4 separate regions of the Mus musculus genome follow, and all the other regions are linked to region 4. Evidence: chromatin contacts called from public HiChIP or PLAC-seq data. All regions are on one chromosome and are shown on one strand. The core of a region is the stretch at or near the end of the contact, and the rest is flanking DNA. Distances in the headings are between cores, read along the strand shown. Region 1 overlaps Kirrel3 (kirre like nephrin family adhesion molecule 3). Region 2 overlaps Kirrel3 (kirre like nephrin family adhesion molecule 3). Region 3 holds the start of Pate12 (prostate and testis expressed 12). Region 4 holds the start of Hyls1 (HYLS1, centriolar and ciliogenesis associated).

Region 1 (3,147 bases), core at 268-2,767, 600 kb before region 4:
GACTTGAGCAAAAGCCCAACTAGCAAACGCCATTGTTTCTGAGGGTGTTTGCCAGTGCAGTGGGTGTTGGGACTGACAGAGAATCAGAATCAGAGGAAAGGGCCTTGAGCCATGCTAAGGAGTCTGAGCCAGGCAGGCAGTGGGGAGTCGTGGTTGGTGCCCAATGTGATAATGGATTCAGTGGTGTCCAGGATGGAGCCGTGCAGGATGCAGGACCTGGGATATAAGGACAGGAAGTGCTGGGTAATTCATTTCTGGCTAACAGAAGTAGGATGAGCCCAAGCTTGCACAGATACTTGCTAGAGGCAAAAGAAAGAGATGGTCCTGGAGCAAGAGGCATGAACCAGTGCAAGAGGGCCCTTCCATCTGATTTCGTCAGGGCGTTCATAGCAATGCCTTTAACCCGGTTGAGTCCAGCAGTGGCTCTAGCAGAAGTATCCCCATGCTGTGCTACGCAATGTTCAGGGTTGTTTTTGATGTTCCAGAAATTTCCAAGCCTCTATGTCCTGATGCCCTGAATAAATGAACTGATGGAGGGACTCCATGGTCACTGTAGAGGAGAGAGAAGGCCTCACCTTGGACATACATGGAGAAAGCATGCCTCATGGGGCCTGAAAACAGGAACACTCACCCACCAGCCCAGTTCCCCAAGCTGCTCTCTCTGGCTCTGTCTCCTTCGCTTACAGAAGGTCGGGGATGAGATATGAGGTAGTACTACCCTCACAAGCCCCCTGTTCCATGGCACTCAGCATGCCCCGGAGACCATTAGCACCTCTCGGGGAATATTTAACTGAAAACAATTTCTAGTCGGGATCTGTTATAATTACTAATTAGATCTGATTATAATTATCTTTCGCTGCCATCCTTTACCTGACACGCGGGGTAGTGCGACGCCTGGCAACAATTAGCAGCAAGTCTTTCCTGATACACTGGATGATTAGAGACACAATTGCAGGGTCGGGGGGAAGAACCTGGCTTATTAAAGGGAGGCCACTGTTTACCGAGGAATGTTGTGAACAAATTAGATTAAATTAATGAGAAGAAACTTGGAGAGAGGAGATGGGCTTTTTATTTTTTCTTTTTTGTCTCTGCTGATGACATCATTTGGGGGAAGGGGCTCTGTTCCCCTTTATGGTCCCCTTCTGTAACTAACCTCAGGCCTTCAAGGTTTGGGAGCCACCATCATTCGGCTAGCCCAGTCAGAGACCACTGCAATACAGTGGACCACATACGCAGTGTTATTCACTCTGTGGCTTTGGACAAGTGGCTTTGGACATGTTTGTATGAGAAAGAAGACAGTGTAAGCTAGATGCTATAGCCAATTATCTGCATGATCTCTGGGAGGGTGAAGAAAAATGTGGTGTACATAAAACAGGCCTACAAGCTTTCTTGGGGCAGAGAAAATAGGCATTTTGCAGTCTCTGGGTTCAGCTCCAAGACTGACAGAAATGGTAACTAAAGGAAGGCTTGCAGGAAGCCCCTCCCCCATGCCATTAAGGGGCTTCTCCCTCTCCAAGAGTGGCAGCTGCAAAAGAAAGGCTAACCAAGGCAGACCATCCCCCAGCAGACACACTCCCTGTGCGTGCCAGTGGGGCTTCATCAGTAAATTAAATCAGGGACTTTCCAATTAGTGTTCACTGTGAAGAGAGAAAGCTGGAAGCCTGCCGTGCATCCCAGGGAAAGTCAGCTCACCTCGCTAACCCCGAGCATCTCTGTCCATAAAAACTGCAGAGTGGACTCTGAGCTAATGCTGAAAAGCAGAGGAAAGATCCAGTCACTCTTGGGGACAGGGCCACATGGCTGTTGAGTTGTCAAAGTGGTCACTGTAGCCTGACAGATTGGGGGAAGGGGGAAGAGAGAGAATGAATGAATGAATGAATGAATGAGACTGTTGGTCTGGACTAACAGTGAAGTATCCTTGCTGCCACATGCAAGAGGGGCCAGGGCCATACCAAAGTCCATTTTCCTCCCCAGTGTGGTGCCTATACTGGGAGATATCACAAGCACACCCGGAGCTGCTAGGCAGGAGCTGCACCACACTGAATAATCTTTTCAACACAAGGCTTTAGGGCATATCTAAGTTACTTTTCTGTCGCTGTGATAAAATACCATGAACAAGACAACGTATTAAAAAAAAAAGAAACATTTAATTGGGGGCTCACAGTTTCAGAGAGTTAGAGCCTATGGCTGTCATAGTGGAACACATGGTAATAAGCAGGCACGCATGGGGCTTGAGCAATAGCGTTGAGCTCACATCTTGATGCAGAGAAAGCTGGCTGGAAATGGTGTGTGCTTTTGAAACCTCAGTGACGCATCTCCTCCAACAAAGCCATACCTCCTAAACCTTCCCAGACAACTCCACCAACTGAGGACCAAGTATTCAAATATATGAGCCTATGGGAGCCATCTTCATTCAAACTATCACAGGGGAGCTGACTTCTTACTTGGCTGCTTAGGGCTCCAAAGACCATGTGCAATTCCTACTTATGAACTTCCCAGAACAGGAGTGGTCTGCAGTGCATCTAAACCAGTGTTCTTCTCAAATATGAACAAGGAGGAAAGGAAGGTTCTGCAAAGCAGAGTAGGGTTTGCCTCAACCCTTCTCCCGTCATCCCTCTGAGTATGTCCATCCCTGTTCAGCCCTTTCTAACAGGTGATCTGCCTTGGTGACCCCCAAACCACAGCATTTTGTCACCAGAGTCTAAACATGAGTGTCTATGAGATACACACCTCACGCTTGCCCTTTCAGTGACCAGGGTCTTGGGCAGAAACCAAAGCAAAGGTTCCAAGTATTCCAATCCAATCTACTGGGCCTTGGAAGCCAGGAACTTAAGGGCAATTAATGTGCAAAGGTCTCGCACTCAGCTATGGTCTTGGCTGGTTAGACCAGCACCACCACACTGTCTCTCGGGTACTTGAGAGCAAACTTACAGAAACAGCATGTTCACAATCATGGATTCCCAAAAAGGCAGACATGTAGAGGCCTTGAGGACAACCCAGTATAGAAGCAGAGCTCCTCCCCTCCCTCAGGAGAATTATGTCTATCTCAAGACTTGCCCAGGTCTGCAGCTTCAAATCCCCAACTGCCTACACAAGCCTGATAACCTCTTCCCTGGGTGTTTACACCTAACTCAGCTTCTTCCACAT
Region 2 (3,084 bases), core at 77-2,576, 580 kb before region 4:
ACAACCTATGCTTCCCTTTTTTCTCTGCCTTGTAGTCCAGAGCAGGATCCTCAGGACCAGCAACCAAAAATATCAGATCTCTCTACAGCCCAGAGCCCACCAAAGCTCATCAAGCTATCCATCCCTAAACCTGTGCAGCCCCTACCCTGCCTCATCCACCCCTTTCCCCACAAACCACAGCAAAGGTTCATCGCACACTCTCTGCTCCACTCCCAGTGGCCTGGTGTGGCATGGCTTACCATGTCCCCTCCTCTTGTGAACTGTGAATTACTACTATGGTCGTGGCTTCTACATGTGTTCATGAATACAGCCAGAAATAACCAGTGCCACATACCTCCCCAGACGACTTTTATGTCATTCCAGGTGTAGTTTACGTTCTGCTGAGACTTCCAGATGAAGGAAACCTTGGAAGTCCATTGGCCCTTTTTATCTAGGGACAGAAAACTGGGATCTTGAAGGGTGGTGCCTGGACTCAGTTGACTTCTAGCAAACTTAGAAAACCTAGGTTTTCATCTTTTGGGGGGGGGGCTCTCCCAGACAGGCTCAGATCCCTAAGGTCCCCCAAACACCACCAGATGCTATATCAGGATGCCAGGAAAAGCAGCCTCCTGGCTCTGCAGTTGGGCCATAACCTTCCAGGACCCTGACTTGGGGCCCTCAGTTTTAGAGGGTGACAAGGTACATGCTTGTTCTTTAGTTCTGATCCCCAGCTGGCTCCTCCCCATAGGTCCTTAACAGAAGAAATGTCTTTTCCATCAGCAGAGGATGTGAATAAAAGGCCATTCCTATTCTAAGGATGGTTCTGTCCCATCTCAAGTTGGCTCTGCTGCCAAAGGCCACAGATCAAAGCTTGGCGTTACCACCCAGATCCTGGGGCCAGATTCCCAAACAAATGGCTTCTCTTGGGCCTGAATCAACCCCAGGAACAATGCTTTCTCTTGGGAGATAAGTCTGCTGCTCACATCCTGGGTGGAGCCTCACTGTGAGGATGTCAAGAAAGGCCAAGGTCATCCAAGAGAGACTGGGAAGGAGTAGGGTGTTTCTACATTGGAGGTGCCTGTCCCGGGTCTTTCTGAAGATAGTCCAGCCTGACCCTCCCAGGATACAGAAGAGAAGAGGATACACCTCATCTAGTGAAGACGGGGTCAGGATCACCCTATGAGACCTATTCCAGGGTAGCATACTCAAAAGGCCACTCTCTCCCACACAAGGAAGACAGCTCAGCCAGCCTGGCACATTGCCTTTCTGGAAAGGAGACTGTGTGCCTTTCCTTGCCCAGTTCCACCCTTATTTGGACTGTCACAAGGAGAATGGCATCTGGGCCAGCTGCCAGACCCTGAAGGGCCATGCCAGGCCCGGTTCTCTGTAATACTAGGCAACTGATTTCCTGGGCTCAGTTTCCTCCTCTGAACATGAAAGAGCTGGAAGAAACACTCAGGAAGTGCTCCAGCTGTGACAGGCTGCAAACCCATGGACTGCACCTATCTTAATAGGAGGAGCAGCCTGGCCCAGGAGAACGATAGGACCCAAGCTGAGGGGCTGTCTGAGACTGACCCCCACTCCCCATCTCCTTCCAGGAGTTCAGTTCAGCCAGGCAGTTTCTTCTCCAGAACTGCAAAGACAAGGGTCATAAGCTAAATAGGACTTCTGACTTACTTACAAAGACAGAGTAGCTGGGACTACACAGTACACACACACACAACCACTCAGACAGGGTCCACAGGAAAGTCTCCAGAACTGGCAGCTTGGGATCTAAGGTCTTCAGGATTTGTCACATTGTGGTAGTTAAGCACACTGATACTGAAGCTGGGTGGCCTAAATTTGATTCCAGGCTCCACCACCCTCTAGCTATGGGATCTGAACTTAAATTGTCTGTGACCTCGTCTGTATGCTAGGAACATAGTTAGCACCCAGGTCCAAAGATGGCTGGGGCCATGAGCAAGAAACCTGTGTGGCAGGCTGAGCCTGCAGTAAATACAGCTGTTGGGACCATCATGGGTCCTCTGGGTCCTCACACCTGGCCACCTGCATTTTCTGGATGCTGTGGTAGTATCCAAACACAGTAGTCCACAGGGTCCTGCAGGCTGGCCTTCCAGCAAGTCATAATGTTGGCTCAATCTCTCCATCTCAATCTCCCCCAATGAGAAATGGGATTGATAACACCTGTTAGGGCTACCGCAGGACTCAAAAGAAGCCACACAGCAAAGTTCCTTGCAGAGCTGGTGAGATGACCTTGCATTTGCTGTCGAGCCTGACTACCTTAGCTCCTTCCCCAGGATAGAAAGAGAGAATTAATACCCACAAGTTGTCCTCTGACTCCCACATGCACACTATGACATGTGTGTGCACACACACAATACATAAACACACAAACAAATAAACAAATGTAAATAAAATAGATATCCTGTCCTGGGAATCCTGGGGGGCATCTGGTATTCTCCCTTGTTCCTCCTGTGCTTGACACAAGAATGGGTGTCACAGGGCATGCATCTGAAATGTCAGCAAATCTGCAACTCCAGGGAGGGAGGAACTGGTGATAGGAATGGGCTTAGCCCCAAGGTCAACCTTCCCTGGGGCACTCTTCCCAACCCTTCTGCAGCTTCCCGGGGGAGGGCGACTGACCTACTAAGGGCCAGAGATGCAGCCTTAACACAAACACACACACACACACACACACACCACTCACACCACTTCTTTGTTTTCTCCACCTCAAGCTCCCTACCTACTCAAGGGGCTGTCAACCTGCCACCCCCTTGTCCCTACTGGGCATATGCTAAGGTGAGTTCCAGAGACCTTGCCCAGGAAAGCAATGCTAGCTCACACGCCCCAGGCCCTCACGCTCTGTGGTATACTCTGACTACTCCAGTCACTCCATCACTTTGCATCCGATTTGTCAAATTTAGGGAGCCCGGAATCTCAACCCTATTCTATGTTATGTGATAGCCACCTGTGCTCACCTTATCTATGAAAGACATCTCTTCTAGCCCTAGGGCAGAAGGCTGAAGGCGTGGTCTCATGCAAATGACACAACAAAGACCCGTGTTATCCACAAATTCCTATTCAGCCCAAATAACAACATGGACC
Region 3 (2,927 bases), core at 316-2,815, 860 kb after region 4:
GGCCATAAAGTCTAATTAGGGCATCTGATATGTGTTAAGGAAATAGATGATCTTTTAAGACTTTACCCATGGTATCTGAAGCTTCTTGACTCATCAGCAGAACAGGAAAAACAGACCCTCAATGAAGAGCTGTTTTTCTTTCTCATACTTTACACAAAGATCTTTAATTTTCCTGTCTTTATATCCTATGTTAGGAGAATAACACTGGCCTGTATGGAAGACAAAACTAAATCTGCTATTTGTTTTTACTACTATTTTGTTGGACTATGAAAGATATATGTAGGCATATAAACCATTTCCATGAACACAGAATTTTAACATTTTGATGTGTCAGGTTGAGACAAGTAGTTTCCTTCTGCATAGAATTCAGGGTATTGTGCAGGACCCTTCCAGGGCATTAGCCACCAGATCTTAGATTTGAGTCTCTCAGCCATGAGTCCCCATTTCAAAGTTTTTATGGAAAGTGCAGCAAAAGCTAAAACTTTGAGTTCCTGGAAGCAGTTACTAAACACAGAGATATACAAATTCTCTGTTTTTCTGGTTTTGGATTATTTGTTGTTGTTGTTGTTTTTGTTGTTGTTGTTGTTGTTGTTGTTGTTGTTGTTGTTGTTATTGTTAAAAGCTCAAACCAGACAACATATTGCTGATACAAAGAACTTGCTGACAGGAGCTTGGTATAACTGTCCACTGAGAGGCTCTGACAGAGCCTGACATATACAAAAGCTGATACACTTAGCCAAATATCTGAATGAGCACGGGGACCCCAGTGGAGAAGTTAGGGCAAGAACTGAAGGAGTTGAATGGATTTGTAATCCCATAGGAAGAACAATATCAACCAAACCTCATAGGGACTAAACCACCAACCAAAGAGTACACACAAAGCAACCCATGGCTCCATTTGGATATGTAGCAGAGGATGGACTTATCTGGCATCAATGGAGGGGAGCCCCTTGGTGGAAGCTTCATGACTCTGTGTAAGGGAATTCTAGGACACTGAGGCAGGAGTGGGTAGGTGGGAGAGAACTCTCATAGAGGCAGGGGAGGGGGAGGGATGCGGCATTGGGGAGAGAGAAACTGAGAAAGTGGATAATATATGAAATGTAAATAAGTGAAATAACCAATTTTACAAAAAATAAAAAGTAAATAAAAGAATTTATTTCAGTTTGATATTCTTAAAAAGGAGAACAGAAGTATGTGGATACTGGGAATATCGGGCCTTATCTAGAGTTTCAAAGGTCACTAGTGCTCAAGATTTCCCTGAGCATCCTTTCCCATAAAAAGTATCTGCAGGCAATTTTCCTTGTGGCCATCAGATTGCACTGCAGTTTCCTGAAAAGACATGGGAACACCAGAGGGAAGATTAACTCTGACTCCGTTGTCCCTGAATTTAAGTTTCCCTTAGTGGATGCTTTCCAGATGATTTGTTATAACACCATGACGTTTGGAAAAAATCTGTGGTATCTATGCCCCCCCTGGCTATATGCTCAGTCAATTTCTGGGAAAACCTCTGTCTGCCCTTCCTAACCTAGGCTACAATATAAACTTGCCTTGCCTATATGGGACCTGAGCACTCTGTCCTCTCCTCTGATGCATTCTGGTCTGCAGATCAATCTCACTGCAATGGGAAAGCACATCTTGCAGCTCCTGCTGGTCCTGTCTTTGCTGGTGATGTCCTCGCAAGGTAAGATCCTGGCAGATGATTGTGGTCGATACTGGTGGGCAGACAGACTGCTGCAACACATTAGGGGATTTTGGAGATGTGGGGAGTAGAAACTAAGATAACATTAGAACTTACCATTCTTCATTCCCATATCCATATCCACTTCCTCCCCTTGCTTCTGCTGTGCACACTCAAAGATGCTTTCTTGTCCTTCTCTCTGTACTTTCTTTGGCTCCCTGTTGCCCTCTTCTTCTTCTGATCCTCCCCACCTTCCTTCATATCTGATCTCTGGAATACATATCTTCAGTTCCTCAAGTTTACATGCAAATTGGCCTAAACTTGGATTGGAAGTGAGAAACAAAGGTCATTGCCAGGATGAAAATAATGAAAAAAAATGATTTATCCAATCTGGCATGATAGAATACTATGTTTTAAAAACAGGATTCCTTTGAGAATTTTCTGTAGGAGATATTCTTCCCTTTGCTGTATGTGCCAATGAATACAATCTTAACTGACAATGTCAAAATCTGGACCCTTTCTGCCATCTCTCTCTTTTAGATGCCTCACAAACCTAATGCTGTGTGATGCATTAGGCATCCTACATCAGAGCTTTGATTCTCATTCTGATAACTTGATCCATTCTCATAGTTTGAGGTTGGGGAACCTTCCATCTCTTCTCCAACTTTCCCTTTTCAGAGTCCTTTGATCATGAACCTTCATGAAAGTGTTAGCTCAGCATGTACTCAGCTCATTTCCTGGCTATTGCTTATTTATTTGCCATATCTACATGCTCAGCTCCCATTGGTGCTTGAGTTTGCTATCTGAATGAGTCTCTTACACTGGATTTTTTTTCTTTTCAGCTTTGACATGTATCACGTGTGATAGGATCAATTCTCAGGGGATTTGTGAGAGTGGAGAAGGTTGCTGTCAGGCTAAACCTGGAGAGAAATGTGCCTCGCTCATAACCCTTAAAGGTATGTAAGGCCTGGGACCTCTGAGAGTCATCTTCCTTGCCCTACAATGATGAATCCAGCTCCAGGATACTGATGGCAAATGCAGATACTGAAGGAAAATGTCTTTGCCAGGAAGAGTAGGAGAGACAGGCCCTTTTGCTTTTGGTAATGGCTGTCACTGAATATTGGTCAGACAAACAAATGAATTATGAAGACAAAATTGTTTTGAAATGTATCTGGAAGATCTTCGGGGAATTTCTGGGTGAATATATAGTCTGATATGGTAGGAATTAGAGTCTAAAATTCCACTCAGC
Region 4 (2,764 bases), core at 227-2,726:
GGAGCCCTAACTGAAGGGTGTTAGTTACACTCTGGAGTCTATAGAAGCAAGAGTTCAAGGCTGAGGCAAATCCTCTTAAGAGGTTGTCTGGGGATGAATATAAAAGAAAATGGGTTCAGTTAGCTTCTTGGTTGTCATCACAGAAGCAGTCAATGAGAAGCTCCTAAAGGTATTTTTACAAAATTACTTCAGAGAGAGAATATTTATACAAACTCCAAAGTAGGACTGAATGTTAGAAAAATGTAAAGTAGGGAATAAAGCTTACTTCACTTAAAAAGTGGAATTACTTCAAAAGGTTTTGAAGTTTAATTGAGACATGTATATATCTCTTCTGGAGTTGGCCTGGGGTGATTTTAGACTAAAGCCAAGATGATTTTTAATGGCATCCTTACAGTGATAAAGTCCTGTTCCTTTGTGTTCAAATTATGTCCCCTTCATTTTTACACCTCAAATATGTAGATGCTTACAAGTGAAATGCAACTTCTCATGTTTATAGGTTATACTCAGTTCCTTTGCTTACAACGATCTCACAAGCTAAGCCATCTTATATATCGAGGATAAATATGGGTAATAGTGACTAAAATTACCTTTCCCTTAAAAACAAAAAACCCTCAAACAGTTTAATGCTCCAGGATTACCTAGTTACAGTAAAAAGATTCAGGGCTGGGGGGTGGGGTGGGATTTTTAACCCTTTAAATTCCTGTATTTGGCTATAACTGAAATTATGGTGCAATTTAACTTCTAAATTGAATGACAAACTGCTCTCTAGAAAAACTGATTATTACCTCAACACACGCGTTAGAGTGCCTCTATTTTCACTTTCATCAGCACTGCACACTGAAAAAACCTAGCCAACTTGAAAGAAAGGGCACAGTGATATTTTTGTTTGTATTGTATAGTTTTTATACGGGTTTTCTCACTCTTTCTGGGGTAAGATCACCCAGAGGGGTTCCTTCAGTTTTACTTGCTATCCTAAATCCTAAGCAAGCCGGCTGTACACTTGAATCCACGGAAGGTGTAACCCAAACCTGAGGCTACTTCCCTGCTCTTCCAACAATAACACCACCAGTCGCACCATCTGGCCACGGGCGTGCCGTGAGCTCGACTTCCCCAGGGACCCGTCCCCGTTTCCATGCTGGCAGGGAGGGCTCTGTCCACTCGCTTGCCCACCGGGCAAAAGTGGCGCAGGCAAGGTGTACATTACATTGTGACCTGCAGGGGCTTGGGCGGCCTGTGCTCGGGCTGCGAGTTAAAGACGTCCCGAGCAACGCTGCCGAGATTTACCTTGAACGCCAGAACCTGGCAGGGAAGAAAACGCGAATCCACGCGCAGCGGCCGAGGGAAAGAGCGTGGGCTCCGCTGCACCCTGTCCCAGGAAAGGTCCACCGCTCCGGCTCCGTGATCCTCACCAGCCTCGGCCGCCGCTGCCCAGGGTCTAGCAGTCGCGGCTCACCCCGGAACGCTGTTTCCCACTCGCGCAGGCGCACGACACCTCCACGTTCAGCGTAGTCGTTAACGGTCCGCTGTTCAAGTTTAAATCCCGAAGAGAGCCCACGCCTTTGGCTCCGCCCACCATCTCTCTCGTTGGTCCAGAGGCCAGACGTTCTCCACGTCTACATAACGATTGGTGCACATTTTCTCTAAGCCCTCCCCAACCTCGGGCCCGGAAGCGGGGTTTGGGGCGTGGAGCTGAAGTGGGAACCCGCCGGACCGTGGCGCGGAATCTGTTTCTTGGTCGTGTGGGTGTTAGTCTGGCGGTTAGGCAACGGGCTGGCCCTGCTCCGTGCCGCAGCCGCTCTTGGCTGTGGCCGGCGGCGTCGGAGGGTAGCGGAGGGGAGGGTTCTGGGGCGTGGCTGGCCCGGCTCGTGAGTCGGTCTCCACTGCAACCCGCGATAGGACCGCCCGACCAATTCCAGCTGCAGCGGTCCCCGCGGCACGGTATGCACTCTTCCAGAACGCACTATTATTGCCCTCCTTTTCTAGCGTACTGTTAACAAAATAGTATAATAAAAATATTACATGTATGTCTGACGTTTACAATGATTTGTGTACTTACAAAGAAAAAAAAAGGGACCCTAGTGCTTTGGGGACTACTGAGGGTAAGATCGGAAAAGAGGCCCCCATCCCCCGTACTTTAACTTTCTACATCAAATACAAATAGGTGTTTATTTCTTAATATATAGAAAGCTGGGTTGTTAAGATAGCTCTGGGGTTAAGAGCACGGGTTGCTCTTCCATAGGTCCTGAGTTCAATTCCTAGTAATCACATAGTTGCACATGGTTGGCTCATAAAGGGATCTTATGCTCTCTTCTGGGAGCGGGTGTTCATCAGACAGAGCACTCATACGTACCCCCACCCCTCAAATGCTAGAATGCTTAAATCTTCCAAACAATTCTTTTTTTGTTGAGGTTTTTTTTTTTTTTTTTTGCTTTTTGAGACAGGGTTTCTCTGTATATCCCTGGCTGTCCTGGAATTTACTTTGTAGACCAGGCTGGCCTCAAACTCAGAAATCCACCTGCCTCTGCCTCTTATCACTTGCCTACTTAGCTTTTTAATCAGGGCCCTTGCTCTACCTCTGAGGCAGTTAAGAATTTATGAAAACTGAATGACTACCCCTTGATGGACAATGTGACACTACTTTATTACACACATTCTTAGGACAAATATCCTGCTTTCATGTAATGCTTGTATGGAATTTCCTTTAGCATGGAACCTCCAGCTAATGTGTCTTAAGCAAGGTTAGATGATTCATTTTCTTACCTAC

Evidence for each region. HiChIP or PLAC-seq counts read pairs in DNA pulled down with a chosen protein or histone mark.
Region 1: a contact with region 4 is called in an H3K4me3 HiChIP or PLAC-seq map of stem cell-derived neural progenitor cells, with 8 times the contacts expected there. The contact joins the enhancer-like site here to the promoter of Hyls1 in region 4. A contact is called at or near these places in 3 of 39 promoter capture datasets (the C10 cell line, liver and pre-B cells), 3 of 115 datasets of contacts at active chromatin or transcription factors (bone marrow-derived macrophages, pro-B cells and stem cell-derived neural progenitor cells) and 1 of 9 other capture datasets (liver).
Region 2: a contact with region 4 is called in a FOXA1 HiChIP or PLAC-seq map of pancreatic cancer cells. The contact joins the enhancer-like site here to the promoter of Hyls1 in region 4. A contact is called at or near these places in 4 of 39 promoter capture datasets (the C10 cell line, liver and pre-B cells), 2 of 115 datasets of contacts at active chromatin or transcription factors (embryonic stem cells and pancreatic cancer cells) and 1 of 9 other capture datasets (liver).
Region 3: an H3K4me3 HiChIP or PLAC-seq map of embryonic stem cells shows a contact between it and region 4, with 14 read pairs. The contact joins the promoter of Pate12 here to the promoter of Hyls1 in region 4. A contact is called at or near these places in 2 of 39 promoter capture datasets (embryonic stem cells and hippocampal neurons), 1 of 484 Hi-C or Micro-C datasets (Sertoli cells), 4 of 115 datasets of contacts at active chromatin or transcription factors (embryonic stem cells and stem cell-derived neural progenitor cells) and 1 of 9 other capture datasets (embryonic stem cells).

What each region holds. Positions count from the first base shown.
Region 1 is chr9:34,963,639-34,966,785 of GRCm38.p6, forward strand. All of the region lies in intron 4 of Kirrel3 (kirre like nephrin family adhesion molecule 3), which reads left to right. The region is part of intron 8 of Kirrel3os (a long non-coding RNA gene); the gene reads right to left. Among named protein-coding and RNA genes, the nearest start is that of Kirrel3os, 42 kb to the right of the region's middle. Within about 2 kb of position 1,518, at least 18 of the 459 cell types and tissues checked have an H3K27ac peak or open chromatin away from gene starts, as enhancers often do. A contact at or near this core is called in stem cell-derived neural progenitor cells, where this site is marked.
Region 2 is chr9:34,992,720-34,995,803 of GRCm38.p6, forward strand. All of the region lies in intron 5 of Kirrel3 (kirre like nephrin family adhesion molecule 3), which reads left to right. The region is part of intron 3 of Kirrel3os (a long non-coding RNA gene); the gene reads right to left. Among named protein-coding and RNA genes, the nearest start is that of Kirrel3os, 13 kb to the right of the region's middle. Within about 2 kb of position 1,327, at least 141 of the 459 cell types and tissues checked have an H3K27ac peak or open chromatin away from gene starts, as enhancers often do. A contact at or near this core is called in embryonic stem cells, liver and pancreatic cancer cells, where this site is marked.
Region 3 is chr9:36,430,264-36,433,190 of GRCm38.p6, forward strand. It overlaps Pate12 (prostate and testis expressed 12), which reads left to right and starts at 1,566. Exons shown (of 4, transcript NM_001167586.2): 1 at 1,566-1,681; 2 at 2,521-2,634. The coding sequence starts at 1,621.
Region 4 is chr9:35,568,593-35,571,356 of GRCm38.p6, forward strand. It overlaps Hyls1 (HYLS1, centriolar and ciliogenesis associated), which reads right to left and starts at 1,477. Exons shown (of 4, transcript NM_029762.1): 1 at 1,285-1,477.